Regions from separate parts of the Hordeum vulgare genome. Here region 2 is linked to region 1. The links are chromatin contacts, called in public Hi-C maps. All regions are on one chromosome and are shown on one strand. The core of a region is the stretch at or near the end of the contact, and the rest is flanking DNA. Distances in the headings are between cores, read along the strand shown. Region 1 holds the start of LOC123449025 (laccase-10-like). Region 2 holds the start of LOC123449026 (small polypeptide DEVIL 11-like).

The links. Hi-C and Micro-C count contacts between places; a contact is called where the count stands out from the background.
Region 2: a contact with region 1 is called in a Hi-C map of leaf, with 6 times the contacts expected there. The contact joins the promoter of LOC123449026 here to the promoter of LOC123449025 in region 1. A contact is called at or near these places in 4 of 6 Hi-C or Micro-C datasets (leaf and seedling) and 1 of 1 datasets of contacts at active chromatin or transcription factors (embryo).

The regions. Positions count from the first base shown.
Region 1 is chr4H:477,446,179-477,448,878 of MorexV3_pseudomolecules_assembly, forward strand. LOC123449025 (laccase-10-like) reads left to right here and starts at 1,450. Exons shown (of 5, transcript XM_045126088.1): 1 at 1,450-1,667; 2 at 1,923-2,074; 3 at 2,287-2,660. The coding sequence starts at 1,506.
Region 2 is chr4H:477,778,197-477,780,911 of MorexV3_pseudomolecules_assembly, forward strand. It overlaps LOC123449026 (small polypeptide DEVIL 11-like), which reads left to right and starts at 1,422. Exons shown (of 1, transcript XM_045126089.1): 1 at 1,422-2,351. The coding sequence starts at 1,506. The coding sequence ends at 1,814.

The DNA.
Region 1 (2,700 bases), core at 200-2,699:
TAGGATGCCGCGTCACTGTCCCGGAAGCAACCTAAAACCCAATCAAGATGAGGTGCGCCGGTGCGCGTTCGTCCCGTCGCTTATCGCCCACCAGAAACCATCCGGCTGCACTGTGCGCGATCATAGTTTTACTCAAAGTGTTCTCCTTGATGACGAAGACAGGGTAAAGATGCCCGGGCCAGGGATGTTCAGACAGGAACAAGAGCGTACAAATTCCAAGAGATATTCATGGCTATAATTTAGCCACACACTATCACACGCTGCAATCGTGGAATTATAGGGAGGATGGCATTGTCAGGAAGATCCTGGTCGATTTTACGCATCCGTGTGGAAGATAAATGTACAAGGTGATAAGATATGATACTTTTTTTATATTTTGGAAAGTCCGGTTGAGTAAGCACGTCTGTGTTCGAAGTTGTGGTTATATTGCATCAAATCTATTTTTACGTGAATTTTACTGAAGCTAGGGGGGTGAAGTGCAGTGTGCCCGGTGTAGTACGCTGCCGCCTGTTCTCGTCTGACGTTCCAACAACATAAACTCGGGTGCAAGTAACCCAGTTAATGCGGTTAGCCGACGTCCAACCAATGCGGTTGATGCTAGACAGGATGTGCAGGTCATTCAGACACGAATCTTAACTGTCTTTGGGGCAAGTGCAATGGAGGAATACTTAGGAACTCAAATCTAGCTTGCGGCCATCGTAAACGAGATGCACCTTATCCCGCTGTGCAATCTTTGAATTGGTCTCACGATGACCCCATGAAGAACAGAACCCTATAAGTTGAAGTGTTCTAATCTCAGTTTCGTCAGTCACTCCATGCACAGTGAAGAAACTCTTGAATGAGTTAACCGCCGACCGAACCAATCATCCCTACATTGTCCTTAATAAGGTCGCTACTGAAGTGACGAGATGATAAGGAGATTGTAACAAATGCTAGCTGTCGAGGCTGTGCCGACCTTCCAGAGGAACTGAAGACCACACCATAGACAGGAACGGCAGATTCTAATCGCATCCTACTACTTTGCATCATGATTCTTGAGGCGTACTCCGATTCAACCAACAGTTCAAAGGTGCGACGATTAAGTTCTGGCTCCTGATATTCGAGAATGTCTGTGTGAGCAGTGCTCCTGTCAAAAAGACCAATTCCTTTGCCTGCACTCTAAAACCCAGCACAACCCAACCCTTCGTACTACATCACCAGCAAAAAGCACTGGCGCTAGCTAGGCAACTTTTTTTTCTCGTGTCGTCTTCCTCACAAACAAGCTTCGTTGATCACGCTTTCAGAAAAAGTTTGGCTGATCATCAACACCTAACACTTCTCATATTTTTCATGACCTCGGAAATAAAGCAAAACATCGTATCTTCACCTAATTAATAAATTGCACCCCCACCTAGCTAGTGCTAGTTGGAAGATTATTTAGACATATGTAGGGGTAAGTAGGTGTAGGATGTTCCAGCTAGCGGCACCGAACCGTCCTCCATATATATAGCTTGCTCTCTCATGTTATGATACGAGCGCGCACCGCTCCTCCCATCTGCCAAGCATCTGCGTTGCAGACCGATCAAAGTGTTGGGACAATGGGGGCACACTTGCTGGTGCTGCTCGGCACCTTGCTGTTGCTCCCACAGCTGCTGCTCGCCGGCACGACGAGATACTACACCTTCAATGTGAGCATCGTGTTCGTGCACTTTTCTTTGTCCTTGTTTTACTTGCATATGTCACTGCATTTCAACATCGATCTGAAGCAATAGCACATATTGCGCCTTTCAAATGCATGCATGCAAGCTCCGTTTAAAAACAAAATGCATGCATGCCCCGTTTTAAAAAAAATGCATGCATGCCATGCATGAGTTGTCCAGTGGACACCATGCTGCGTGTATTTGTTCTGACAGGTAGCGCCTAATGTGTGTATTAATTTGCAGGTGACAATGCAGAAGGTGACACGGCTATGCACCACCCGCGCCATCCCGACGGTGAACGGCAAGTTCCCCGGCCCGAAAATCCTCACAAGGGAAGGCGACCGTGTCGTCGTCAAGGTGGTTAACAATGTGAAGCACAACGTTACCATCCACTGGTAAATCTTTGGCCCCTTGCTCTTACTTAATTCCATGGGCGATAATCGTACTGCTAGCTACATTTTCATAAACAAAGCCATGCTCAATTGCTCATCACAATTGAAGCCAGTTTTCTGAAGACCGGTCGGTTCTATCTTTCGGCAAAAAATTACTCTCTCTGTACCGTGCTGTATTTGTATGGATAACTGGCGGTGATGTGATGTGAGCGCAGGCACGGGGTGAGGCAGCTGCGGACGGGGTGGTCGGACGGGCCGGCGTACATCACGCAGTGCCCGATCCAGACGGGGCAGAGCTACGTGTACAACTTCACCGTGACGGGGCAGAGGGGCACGCTGTTCTGGCACGCCCACGTCTCCTGGATGCGCGCCACGCTGTACGGCCCCATCGTCATCCTCCCCAAGCTCGGCGTGCCGTTCCCGTTCCCAAAACCCTACAGAGACGTCCCCGTCGTCTTCGGCGAATGGTTTAACGCGGATCCAGAGGCTATCATCGCACAGGCGCTGCAGACTGGTGGAGGCCCAAACGTCTCCGAGGCCTACACCATCAACGGCCTTCCAGGCCCACTCTACAACTGCTCGAGCAAAGGTACGTAACCCACAACAAGAGGCCCAATTCCTCCCATCAT
Region 2 (2,715 bases), core at 172-2,671, 330 kb after region 1:
CCCTGCGGGCACGGAGTAACCCAAGAGGGGTTCCATGAGGACTTCTTCATGACACTATTAATGGAATTCATCCTAGATCAACCAATGTACTTCATGCATCACTATGAAAAAATATATCATATAAGATACAATGCAGTTCTTGCTCCATAGAAATCGTCATTCAATACCAATTCAGAGCATATCTTTATCTTTATGGGATGCATCATCAAACCCATACAATATTCTTAAGGCACCAGCTATGTAATAATCCTTCAAGTATATATCAATGAAACCATTAACACTTAGAGATTGTCATAATAATCAAAACCACACTTAGGGGCTACACACACTTTCTGCATGGGCCGAAGAGGAGACGGGGGATGCAACCAAATCCGACGACGACGAGAGCTCGATAAGGAGCAGCTCACGGATGGTCGTCTGGGGATTGCGACGACCGCAAATCAATGTCGGTTGCTGGTAGCAGTGTTGTAGCGACTAGTCGGTCGGTGGTGTGGCGGGGAACACCGGGAATCGGGTGATGGTGGCCCAAGATTCGCCCGTGGACATGGTCGTAAGGGCGAGCGGTTGGGATGGGGGCGGTGGCCGACGAAGTCGCGCTCGCGGCAAGAACTGGTCGGAATCGACGTGGAGTGGCGACGATCGATAACGAGGTTCCCACCACAAAGTTTTCTATTTAAGGCTGTCGTTAGAGGTGCTACAAATTTGCAGCACTCGTCGCAAAATTTAAATGTTGTTGTAAAAAAAAACTATAACCAGGGCATTTTCTCAAGTTGTTCTTCTTTTTTGCCCAAATTGCCTCGAACGATAGTTTTGGGGAGCACGGCAGTTTTTGAGCATGTGTTAGAGGTGCTCTTAGCTAGGCAGCAATTAGCCTGCTAGCTCATGCTTAACTACTAATTCTGACAACGGATATGATTGGCAAACTCTTAAAAGCAAGCATGGCTGAAGATTATAACATTAATATTTTATTTCCAGCCATGCAAAATCAAGAGGTGCCAACATATAATTGCTTAGACTAGCCATAGTGGGAAGTAACTAAGTAGTAACATCAACGCCACGTAGGTAAAAAATCTGACGTGGCAAGTAATTAATGCGGAGAGAGATGGTAATAGTAACATAGCTAGTTACCATCACATCATATATTTCAATGCATTATGTGTCTATAACCTAATAAATGCTAGTTTGCATGACACCACATGTATGTTACTCCCCACTATGGAGGTACTAACATAGAGTAGTAACAACATTATGTTACTACTCCTAGTTACTCCCCATTATGAGCAGCCTTACGCAAAGAGACTCACAATTACTAGAAATCCAAACCCAGTCCAACCATCCATCCATTCCATCCCACTGGATGGTCCAGTCCAGTTCACGCCCATCCTCCCTAGCCTCACCCGTTATAAATAGCGAGGATTCCTCAGCCCTCGCACTCCCCACATTCCCCTTCTCCGAGCCTCCACCACTTCACCCTCCAAGCATACACTTGAAGAAAGCGCAAATCCATGGAGTTCTACGTTGACGAGAAGTGGAAGTTCTCCAAGAAGAGCCGGAACAACGGCAGCTGCAGGCGCGTCTCCGGCGGCGGGGGCGGCGGCGGCGGCGGCGACCCGTTCCTGAAGAGGTCTGCCAGCACAAGGGACCAGGCGATCGGCCGGCGGGGGAGCGCCTCCGCGGCGGCCGCCTCTGCGAGCGGGTGCGCGGCGCCTTCGTTCTCGAGCCGGTGCGCGGGCCTGGTGAAGGAGCAGCGGGCGCGCTTCTACATCATGCGCCGTTGCGTCACCATGCTCGTCTGCTGGAAGGACTGCTCCTAGCCATGGCGTCCCGCCGCGGCGGCGCTCAAGATCTCCCGCCCCCGCCCGCCGTTTCTCCCCCGGATTAGCCGCAGTACAGAAGCAAGAGATGGAGGGTGTCGAGTAGGCGGCTAACCGGGTGATGTATGTACAGATCGGCCTCTTCTTACTAGGAGTCTTTGTTTTTCCTTTCGTTTTTTCCATCCCAGAACAGCTCTGGGACGGTTCTTGGAGAAATTACTAGTAGTGCTTGATTAGCTAGTGATTAGCAGAGTACTTAGTGCTGCAAGCTTAGAGATGTGGGGCAAGTTTTGGGATCACCTTCCGAAGGAGATGGGGGATCTTGTTGTTCGTTGTCACAGCTTGCTGCTGCTGCAGAGGAGAAGCAGAGGCTGGCTAGCTAGGAGAAATCTCAGACAGGGCTTGCTAGGCCTAGCTGAAATCTAGTGGATCTTCTTCTACTATTGTACTGCCAGTGCAAGGCTGCAAAGCTGTGACTACCGTATGATGTATATACCAGGTAAAGAAATGAGACGCAAACAACATATACTAGTAGTAGTATTGTGAATGATGTCACCCACACCATTGGCATTCCGTGCTCCTCCTCCTCCTCCTCGATCTTGTCATTTCTCCTGGCCACGGCAGGGATGCCAAATAGAGAGCGGCGCAAGTGGACATAATTGGAATCAAATGGACGATGTGGTGGAGGTGGAGGAAGACGAAGAAGAGAAGAGTGGTGGTGAGCAAAGGAAGAGCGTTGCTTTGGGATTAGGAGGGAAGAAAGAAGGGGGCAGTAAATGGGGATGGTGACGGTGATGGCATCCTCTCCCTTGTCCTCACCCTTCTGGGACTGCCATTTCCGGCGTGGCCAACTGACGCCCCTCCATTATTGCGCTTGGTGCCCCCCCTACCTCGCCATCTC